Regions from separate parts of the Sus scrofa genome. Here regions 2 and 3 are each linked to region 1. The links are chromatin contacts, called in public Hi-C and HiChIP or PLAC-seq maps. All regions are on one chromosome and are shown on one strand. Each heading gives the region's core, a stretch centred on a gene start, on an enhancer-like site or on the middle of the called end of the contact. The rest is flanking DNA. Distances are from core to core; before and after follow the strand shown. Region 1 holds the start of TFPI2 (tissue factor pathway inhibitor 2). Region 2 overlaps GNGT1 (guanine nucleotide-binding protein G(T) subunit gamma-T1). Region 3 overlaps LOC102163402 (a long non-coding RNA gene).

Region 1 (3,406 bases), core at 486-2,985:
TGCAGGTCTAGCCCTCTAGTGCTTGAGGAGAATTAATTTAGCCTGGGGATTTGAGGATGCACATAACATAACTAGTCACTTAAGGAGTTACACCCATAACTCCTTAGTAAACAAAGTTCCTGCTGCCCGTTAGTTTAGCCCTGTCAAAATAAAATCTGAAATGAGTCCAGCTGGCACTAACAAGAAGTTTGCACATCTGCTAAGAAAGGCAGTTCATCTCTTCTGAGAGATTAGGAGTCACAAGAGTCTTATTAAAGTTTAGACAACTCTTCACTAACATTTTTCTGGTGGGTTGGGCCATGTAGGAAATGTTTCCTCTAACTTGCCCTCTGTCGGACACCGAGTGCATCTTTGAGGGTTACATAATAAAGTGCAGTCACTTAAAAGGAGGAGACATTCCCTATGCCTAATTTTCTTCTTCTCTCCAGGCAGAACAAGATTATGGAGTATATAATGTATCTCTTGCCATAGTCATTTGTTTATTCACCTATTTAAAAGATAAGCAGATTAAGGAGTCCCCATCGTGGCTCAGTGGAAACGAACCCGACTCTCACTCAGTGGGTCAAGGATCTGGCCTTGCCTTGAGCTGTGGTGTAGGTCACAGATGAGGGCTCAGATCTGGCAGCTGTAGCTCCAGTTCGACCCCTGGGAACTTCCATAGAAGGGTTCTCAGCCCAGGGTGTGTGTATACAAGAGCCCCTGGGGAGCAACTTAGAAATGTAGATTCCTAGCCCCTCCCCGACTCTCTCCTGACTCAGTATAGATTAGAGACCAGGAGCCTGACTTAAATAATGAAAGATAAACAGATTAAACATTTAAAATGTGCCCAACTTTGTGTGCATATGGGATACAAAGATGAATAATCACATTTGGGATCTCACAGCAAAATAGGGTAAAGAGATAGACACTGTATAACCCAGCTGCAATATACTGTTCTTAGTATAATATTCAAAATATGTACCAGGTTCTGTGGGATTATGGAGTAGGAAGTAAAATTTAAGCAAAGAGCTCAATTCACACTAAAAACCAAGCCACGTGAACACATCTCACATTACAACTTCTGTGTCTGTGGGACACAGATTCTTTCCTTTGTCAGCTAGTTGCTTTGGTTGGTATTTTTAGGAGCTATAGTTATGGCAAAGCATTACCTTTCACAGTAGGGCAGAATCTCAGAGACCCCCTTTCTCTTCTTCCTAGATATATGTTCCCTCAGATGTCATGCCTACTTAGGATACAAACTATCACTTCTCTAGCTCAGGTTGCTACACATTTAATTATCTAGGGCACCCAGAAGGTTGGAACAAATTTTGGACTATTTTATCCAAGACCTTTTCCACACAGTGCAGCCTCATTGCCAACCCAGAAATTCTAGTTTACCAATTCTCTAGAGAGTTATCATGTTAAAAATGGGGGAAGAAAAGGAAAATTTCCCCTAACTCTCATATGCCATGTAGAAACCTCAATAGCAATAACTAAGTGCTGCAAAAAATGTTTATTGAGAGTTTGCATTGTACTTTACATTCATTTGCTATTAAATCCCCCACAATAACCACTTGAGGGAGATACTTTATTCTCCTCCCCATTCTGCAAATAAGGAAGCTGAAGCTTTACACAGATACATGACTTGCTCAAAGCTATACAACTAGCCCAGGCAGTCTGTATTCTGGTCCTCTGGTCTCACTCACCGTGCACACATCCTTTTCTTCCACGACAGTGGGGACCCAAATCAGGCTCATCATATAGAACATGTGCTCACGACCTTAGTTCAGTACCTGAACAGCTCTATCTCAGATTTCCTTTTCCCTCAAACATAAAGTTTATAATTGAGGACTAACAGATAGCTACAATTGAAATACACTGCTCTAATGCTCTAAGAGAAACATCTGCCAAGGTTGATAATCAGATTAGAAGATTGAGAGAGGTAATCACTAAAGACCTTATTTTCAGAGTTATATTTAGCAGAAAGTAATGGATCTTGACCTTTCAAGTGTAAAGATACCCTTTCATGCAAAAGTCTTGTCATTTTTATACTCTAGTCCAAATCTCATGTGTGTTATACATTATAAACTGTCGTAAGCCCACCAAATGTTCATTTGTTCTAGCTCTATGTGTAAAAGCTTTTGCATCTTAAATCACACAGGAGGGACAACCTGCCATTTGGGGGCAGGAGGAGGCATTAGCTATGGTTTGAAAGGGGCATACATCTCCTAGCACTCCCTCTATTTTTCCCTCGTATTGACTATTAACTGAGGGAAAAACTGAGTTGAACTGAAAGGTCTATGTTAGAAGAAAGTTGAGTACACCAGCCTGAGATAGATATGCTGAACCAGACAGAGAAGGGGGAGTTATTCTATTGGTCAACTGAATCCCCTGTATTCTCTCTCTTCCTTTCTCTCACAATGAAGGTCATGTCCTGGTCCAGTCAGTCAAACTCCTTGGCTAGGGCTTTGAGTCCTTCTCTTATCTTCTCAAAGGCTGCTCTCTTCTCACTCCTCTCACTCCTCTCACTCTTCTCACTCCTCTGTGCTGCCTCTCTCTTACCCTGCAGCACAGGTTTTAAGTTTCCATTTGGAATGCTCTATCTCTGATTTTTTTTTTTTCATCCCAAACTTAAAAGTTCATATTTGACTTTACATTTCTTCTGTTAGGGCCCCACTTCATTGCTCCTTTTTCTAGCAAAACTTATCAGAAATATTATCTTCACTATCTGCTTCCACTTCCTTATCTCCCTCTTCCCCCACATTCCACTCAATAAACTTTCATACCGGAAAGAGGAAGGACAGAAAGTACTCTTTTCAGGGGCAACTCATCATGTTGCCTCATCTTACCGGACCTCTCAATGCATATGACAAAGCAGCCGGAAACCACATTTTTCCATTTACATTTTGTCTAACCCCTCAGCAATATTTAACAATTTCAAATCTTTTGTTATCCTCGAAATACTTTTTTTTTTTTTTAGTTTTTATGATGCCCTTTTTTTTTCCCTTTTTCCTGATTTAGTTGACTCCTCAATCAGTCTATCCTTCTCCTCTGCCTGCCAGTTAAAGGTTGAAGGGATTCAAGGTTTCCTATGACTTCATGGTACTACAAACTACCCTTATAGCGTTTATAATTTTTTTTCCTTTTTTTTTTCTTTTTACGTCCACACCTGGGGCATATGGAAGTTCCCAGGCGCAAGGGGTCAAATCAGAGCTGCCAACTACAGCCTACACCACAGCCAGAGCAACACCAGATCTGAGCCATATCTGTGAATTATGCCACAGCTTGTGGCAATGCCAGAACCAGACCAGGGATTGAACCGACATGCTCATAGAGATAACATTGGGTCCTTAACTCAATGAGCCACAATGGAAACTCCTCATTTATCATTTGAAATCACTGTGCTTATTAGTTTTGTTTTACTTAT
Region 2 (3,406 bases), core at 622-3,121, 250 kb before region 1:
TTCTTAGTGACTCCATTTATTACACAGTCAGGGAAATGGGAGAATTAACTTCATTTAGTGGGGAAGACTGGGAGGTGAGACTCTTTCTAGGACTAGATAGTCAGATTTGAATGGTCAGGGAAGTAGAGAAGTATGAGGAAGAGAGAATGTGGAAGTTGGATATTTATAGTAAGAAATTCCAGACTATTAAATAGAAAAATAAAAACACTTTCATTGACCGTGATGACTTTCAATGTGTTCTATGTCCTATGCATACCACATATCTCTACTCCTTGCGACCAGCCTACAAGTATTAATAATTCTATTTTACAAGAAGCAACCTGAGGCTTAGAAAGTTGGTGAAGGCCATAGAGTTTAGGAATAGAAGTAGAGTTTGAACTCATATATTTTGAATTTTAAAATCCAAAGTTTTTCTTTTCTTGCTATACCAACCTACTGCCTCGAAACAGGGACATCAAAGAGTGCAGTGACTGTCAATACATGGACTTCATCAGGTTCTGGCAGACTCTCTTGGGCTGGGCAGCAGAATCACTGACATGGCAATCCTACTCTTGGATATCTCCTTCAATTAAAAGAGTATGTCTGCTGAAAGGTGATCAGCAAAGTTTCACAATTTAGGCTCCCTGGTTTCAAATTATGCTAGTTGTGACAACTTGGACAAGCTATTTAACCTCCTTGTGTTTCAGATTCCCTTTTTAAAATGGATTATTATTAATATATACCTCTTATGATTTCTGTGAGAATAAAATATGTTAATGTTTTTAAAGCTCTTTAAGAGCACTGGGTGCATAATAAGCATTGCATAAATGTTTACTAAATAAAATAAAAGCCAGAAGGTATAAGTGTTGTGGTTTAACATTAGTTTTGTACATTTTTATCTTTGAATTGTTTCCTCCAATTCAGGATTTCTCACTAATTTTTTTTGATGTTGGAAGTATGTAGTAATTTATTTTTGTGGGCACTATTTTATTTGGGGCTGGATGTAAAGGCTCACCTGTGCATTGCAGGATGTAGAGCAGCACCCCTGGCCTCTACCCACTAGATGTCAGTAGCACCTCCCCCATTGTGACAACTAAAATTCCCTCCAGACATTGACAGATTTCCCAATGACGAGTGGCAAAATTGTCTCCTTTGAGAATCATTGCTCTAGATATAAGAATTAATAGCTATAAATCTTGGATTTATATAAAATCATTAGTAATTATAAAGTGGAGCCACAGACTACCTGTCAACTCCTATAGACGTTTCAAGTCAAAACGCAGAAACTTGTTAGAAAAGTCCTTGAAGAAATGAGATGTTGTCACCAGTTTGCTCTAAAAGCCTACTTAATTTCATCACTCTTTTCTAAGCATCACTATTTCTCTATTCAGTATAGTATACTCTGGTCTTTCCATTTCTTTGTGTATTTCCCCTCTGTGCCCCTCTCTGTGTAGCAACGCCGCGTGTCTACCAGCAGGTGGTATCCATGAATAATGGGATCTACAGCCTTTCCTTTGCAGGCATGCTCAGATTGCCTCTCCCATGTCGCTGCGACGAGGCTTAGATGCCGAGAGTTCCGTAAGGATATTGTACTTCTTTTCTCCAACTTGGAGGAAAAAAAGTTTTCAAAAATAATTTTGCTCTTCCTTATGGTAAAGACTGCTTGCTACACTTTACAGAATATCAGATATTATGTATGTATATACCTCTACGATATGAATTGGATGGCATTACTTGTTAGCAGAATATTAGATATTGGATATTTAGAATTCTTCTGCTTTGGGAACTCAAATTGTGTTTTCAATCTCCTTAGCTGACCACAGATGATTGCTTCCACAATTCCATGTGTCAATATGGGGGCTGGCTTAAAGAGATAATAAGAGAAGGCTGAGTAATATTTTTACCTACTGCATTTTAAATGTCCATGAAAGCATACACTGCCTTTATTTATATTTCACAGGCATACTGTCGAAGCATTCCAATTCTAGTAATGAATTATAATCATATAGAATGAATCAACATTTTCATATGCCACAGGGTATTAAAGGCATCCATTTATTATAAAGATTTCAAATTTCAGGAAGATGTATATTAGATAATAATATAGTTTGTTATAAAATTTCAGCATATTACATTCTTGTTCTTTCTCACGCAACAGTCTATCAGATCTGCCTTCTCTGGATTTAAATTCTGAATTTTTTTGGGGGGGGGCAGGTGCTATTCCCATACATGTGGAAGTTCCTGGCCTGGGGATCGAACCTATGCCACCGCTGTGACCCAAGCCACAGCAGTGAAAATGTGAGATCCTTAACCTGCTAGACCACTGGGGAACTCCTAAGTTCTGATTCTCAATTCAGCATGGGGAAGCTAAATTCCCTTTATTGTATTGCCTAAGTAGGTCAGAACTGCTCTTTGGAAAATAGGTACAGGAAACCTTCAGAAATGATGTTGTCATTTCTGAGCCAAAATGGCAGAATTAAAAACAATTTCCAGGAAGTAAAGTGAGGATTAATAATCAAAGAAAAGTTGAAGGGTGGGATTCTAAATTAATTTAATTCATCTGCCACTTTGGAAGGATTTTGTGGTTTCACTTTCCTTGGGCCACTTCTACACTGGTTATAGAACCAGGTGAACCAATCATTTTCTCCAGCTTCGCAATCTATATCTGACCTTGTATTCCAATCAGTATTGAAGTGATCAGTATTGATCTTGCAGAGAGCTAAAATGACTGGTTCAACTGTACCTTGGTTTGATTAATTGTTAGGTATAGGTCTAGTGTTAGAGTTCTTTTCCTCATGAAATTATGATCAAACAAATGACCCCCAATAGAACTTTGACAGTTTAGTAATAATAGATTATCCTCAATTAGTACAATAAAGTGAGACTTTATTAACTAATATGCACCAGGTAATTTAATTCCATTTAGTTCCATTTAAAAATTATTAGAAGTTTAGAAAATACTTTTTCATATTTCAAGATTTTTTTACATTATGAAAATTTTGATCCATCTGTCTATCATCATTCATCCTTCAGCCATAACATTTTGTCATATATATATTTATTTTTAAAAAAATCACTGCTGGAAATCCCTGCGTGTATCATCCTGATCTCATTCCTATTTATTCTTCTCCAGTCTTTCTCCAGAATTTAGTGTTTATCTTCCCACATAAATTTTTACTTCATATGTTGTTATGATGCCTATTTCATATAAATATGGTCTCATACTTAGTGTTTGCTCTAACAACTTGCTTTTTAATCAAATTAAATTTTTTGAGATTCATCCATGTTGATACCACTCTTACATAGATGAATAGAGTGCAGTTTATTTATCCATCATTGAATTGAAGGATATTTCGATTGTTAACAGCCTGACTCTATGCTGCAGTGAGGATTTGTGTACGTCTCCTTGTGTACATGTGTGAAAGAG
Region 3 (3,406 bases), core at 499-2,998, 190 kb after region 1:
TACCGAAGTGATGGCTATCAGCCTTCTCATTATTGTTATATATTAGTGAGAGAGACTTGCTAGAGCATCTGGGAGTCATCAGACCCCTCTGTCCTACATCCCATGCATCTATAAATAAGACATCTTAGGCCAGCAGTGGGGTAGATGGAGCCACTGAATTTGTCTTGAGTCCTAAAGCTACCCCAAGAATCAGAGTTGGGCTGGGAGAGGTACTGGCCAGCTAGCAAATAATCTTCCTCTATCTACCTTGAAATTTGAATGCCTGTGGCCTGACAGGTTAGAGCCCAGATGGAAACTGAAATACCTCCTAGCAAATGCTTCTCCCCTCCAATGACGTCAATAATAGGTATATGTATGGATGCACATTTAATATTCTGAGTTTTTGACATTCTTCTGCCAAAATATCTGCTTCAGGGTAACTTGGAGGCTGAAAATATCACCAAAATATGGGTTTGGGCATCTGAACACCTGGGTTCTAAGAGTGGTGTGCTGATAAACCTTTCCTCTGGGGAAAAAAAAAAAAAGTGTAATGTTTGACAGTTTCTGTAGATATTCCCACCGAGGCTGATTTCAAGCTTTTAACCTTGAAACCATGCTCCATAGAGTTAACAGAAGTGATAACTAATAGAAATTCTTGAACTTGACTTACAGAATAACAAATAAGGCAATCCCCCTTTGCTTGTAAATGCCTCTGCTTGTAAACTGCCTTCATTGATTAAGTTCACTTTAGTTTTTTCTTTCTTTCTTTCCTCTATTTAATTGCACATCTTCCTAGCTTCACACAGCCCAGTTGTTTCATAGGAACTTGGAGTTAACTCCTGCCCTGTGCAGGCTGTCTGGGGACTGGTTGAGACCCCTGAGCCTAAAACAGGCCCTAAAACTGGGCCTGATGTCCAATGAATGGCCTTTCGATGTGAGGGCTGGGAACCCCACCCTTGGGTCATGCTAAGCACCTCCATGTTGAATGCACAAGGCCCAGAGCACCTGTGCAGGACAGCTGTTTCCTCCCCTTCCCTGCCTCCAGTCACCTTCCCTACTCCTAAGACCGTCCTGCTCATCCCATTAATATCCCAACCCCTTGACCTTCAGGGAGGCAGTTCTGGTATTTGTTCTCTCATCTCCTTGCTCGGCTGACTTGTGAATCAACTCGTCCTTGGCTGTAAACCCGTGCCTCTCAGCCTCTGGCTTGCTGCATGTCAGGCAAGCTAACCTGGTTATCACTAAACACAAGATTGGAAAGAAATGAGCACAACTGGTTCTTGTGAGCTGGTAAAAACCACTCTAACACAGCAGGGCTTCCAGACCATCTCTGCCCCTTCCAAGATGTGTTTTGTGAACCAAACCTTACTCTCTGGGTTTCTCTTTTCTCATCTGTACAAACTAAGAACTTAATCCAGACTAAAGTTTCCGAGTCCGGATGATAATAAAAAAAATTCTTGTCTCAAAGAAATTTAGGGAACTTTGGGTTCAACAAAAGAGACCAATTAGACAGGTTTCTTTATAACAGGACCCCTTAGATACTTTAATATGACTTTACTATTTTGACTCTGTCAGAGGAAGCTATAGTATTTAGCTTTTCTCAAATGATTTTTAAATGGCATGGCTGTTAACAATAGCCAGAACTCTGTACCAGATGGTGTTTTGCAGCTTTAAAATTGAAAGAAAGGAAGGACGGTAGGAAGGAAGGCAGCCTCAAAACGTACCAGCCTCTCGCCCACTCCTACCAGCCAAGCAAATCCCTCACTTCTGAGTTAAGGGAGCTAACCTTTGTTGAGAGCTTACTCAGTGCTGCCTGTGAAACTCACCTATACAAGGTTTTCTACTTTAAAGCTGACAACTTTTCTAAAAAACAGGAATTGTTTTCTTCTATCCAATTTCCAGATTAGAAACCCGAGCCTCACTCAGGGTCACAATGTGTTTGAAGTGAAGGAGGCAACTAATAACTGCCGATCAAAAAGTGCCTCTCCCAAAGACCCTACTTAGAACAAAAGGAAAGCTACATTATAGATGGATAATCACTTCAGAATCTGTAGGTGGAGATCTATTTTAGCAATAGTGACACCTTGTGGCCATGTCTGCCTCAGCTTGGTAGCCACAGAGACCGAAAGGGATGCTTTCCTGGGCAAGTCACCCCTGAGAGCAGCGAAACAGTCGCAACAGGAAGAGAGTCCTGAGAATGTTGAAAGATCATTTTGTCATTTCAGAAATAACCTGAGATTAAAAGAATCAGAGCCATCCTTTCTTCCCTTTTCTCCTCTTCTTTTCTGATTCCTATGATAAACCAAGAAGCAAATATGTTTGCTTTTACATCATACCCTACCCATATCCCAAACAAAATGGAACATATTTTAAATGCATGGATAACACTTTGATGTCATTAAAAAACACTAATGGGCTGTATTTAATTTCAATGGGACTTTCATATTCTGGGAGGCCCTCTGTGTATCCCTTTCTTGTGTTTTCAGAGAGATTGCAAGATGCTTCTTAATGAGATGGAAAAACAGACACATTTTTTCTAAAGCAGCCAAAGTGATGTTAGGTTCTTAGAAGATAGCAGGGTTATTGTCAAGTCATTTAAAGAAATGTCTGGAGGGAAATCTTACTAAGATACAAGGGAAGATAAGAGAGCCAAATCTGAACAAGCTGGCGGAGAAGGTGAAAAAAAAAAAAAAAAGACATTTTATCACCCTTTTATTATAAAACTAAAGCCATGCACTAGATCCTCAGACCTTCAGGGAAGCCAAAACACTGTGGAAAGTTCCATTTGGGGCAGTTAAAGAGGAGAGAGTTGAAGATGCACGTGAGCTTGATGCAGATTTTTAGGGGGTGGTGGTGAGGTGAACGAGGAAAGGTTTACATTTTGCAGAGGCAAAATACGAAGGTGGAAAATGAACATTTTTGACTCACACTTATGTCATGTTGCAACCACGTTGACTCTCAGAGCTTCTGTTATGCCAGGCACAGAGAAGAGAGGGAGTCAGGAGAGCCATACAGAAGACCAACTCCAAAGCACTTGGGTGTATGGAAAACCTCGATGACCCCCCCATGCCCTGTCCCCTTAGTCTGTGAGGATAAGGATGGCATGGGGAACTTAGGGCAAAGGAAAGGGGAAACAGGACACAAAGGAATGGGGCAAAGGTTAGAAGTGAAAAAGTTAGGAGAATGAGAGGAAGGGAAGGAAGCAAGAAGAAGAGGTTTCCTTAGCAGTTAGGGGACCAATAAGCTATTTTTAGCTGGGAAATCTTATTCTCAAGGACCTGTGTGGAAATCCCCCCTCAAAATGCCTGGATGAGGTGGGAGTCAGTGAGCACAGGAAAGTTAGGCAGAGATTATATGACCCTGGACTTGCACATATATATATGTGTATACACACACACACACACACACACACACACACACACACACA

What was found. Hi-C and Micro-C count contacts between places; a contact is called where the count stands out from the background. HiChIP or PLAC-seq counts read pairs in DNA pulled down with a chosen protein or histone mark.
Region 2: a Hi-C map of omental adipose tissue shows a contact between it and region 1, with 1.8 times the contacts expected there. The contact joins the enhancer-like site here to the promoter of TFPI2 in region 1. A contact is called at or near these places in 5 of 47 Hi-C or Micro-C datasets (embryonic fibroblasts, epiblast stem cells, fibroblasts and 2 more).
Region 3: a contact with region 1 is called in an H3K27ac HiChIP or PLAC-seq map of alveolar macrophages. The contact joins the enhancer-like site here to the promoter of TFPI2 in region 1. A contact is called at or near these places in 1 of 5 promoter capture datasets (liver), 14 of 47 Hi-C or Micro-C datasets (alveolar macrophages, embryonic fibroblasts, epiblast stem cells and 9 more) and 2 of 2 datasets of contacts at active chromatin or transcription factors (alveolar macrophages and skeletal muscle).

The regions. Positions count from the first base shown.
Region 1 is chr9:73,692,928-73,696,333 of Sscrofa11.1, forward strand. TFPI2 (tissue factor pathway inhibitor 2) reads right to left here and starts at 1,736. Exons shown (of 6, transcript XM_005667609.2): 1 at 1,686-1,736. The coding sequence starts at 1,736. All of the region lies in intron 2 of GNGT1 (guanine nucleotide-binding protein G(T) subunit gamma-T1), which reads left to right.
Region 2 is chr9:73,446,325-73,449,730 of Sscrofa11.1, forward strand. All of the region lies in intron 1 of GNGT1 (guanine nucleotide-binding protein G(T) subunit gamma-T1), which reads left to right. Among named protein-coding and RNA genes, the nearest start is that of GNGT1, 44 kb to the left of the region's middle. Within about 2 kb of position 1,872, at least 4 of the 83 cell types and tissues checked have an H3K27ac peak or open chromatin away from gene starts, as enhancers often do. A contact at or near this core is called in omental adipose tissue, where this site is marked.
Region 3 is chr9:73,883,238-73,886,643 of Sscrofa11.1, forward strand. The region is part of intron 3 of LOC102163402 (a long non-coding RNA gene); the gene reads left to right. Among named protein-coding and RNA genes, the nearest start is that of BET1, 92 kb to the left of the region's middle. Within about 2 kb of position 1,749, at least 16 of the 83 cell types and tissues checked have an H3K27ac peak or open chromatin away from gene starts, as enhancers often do. A contact at or near this core is called in alveolar macrophages, mesenteric adipose tissue, omental adipose tissue and 3 more, where this site is marked.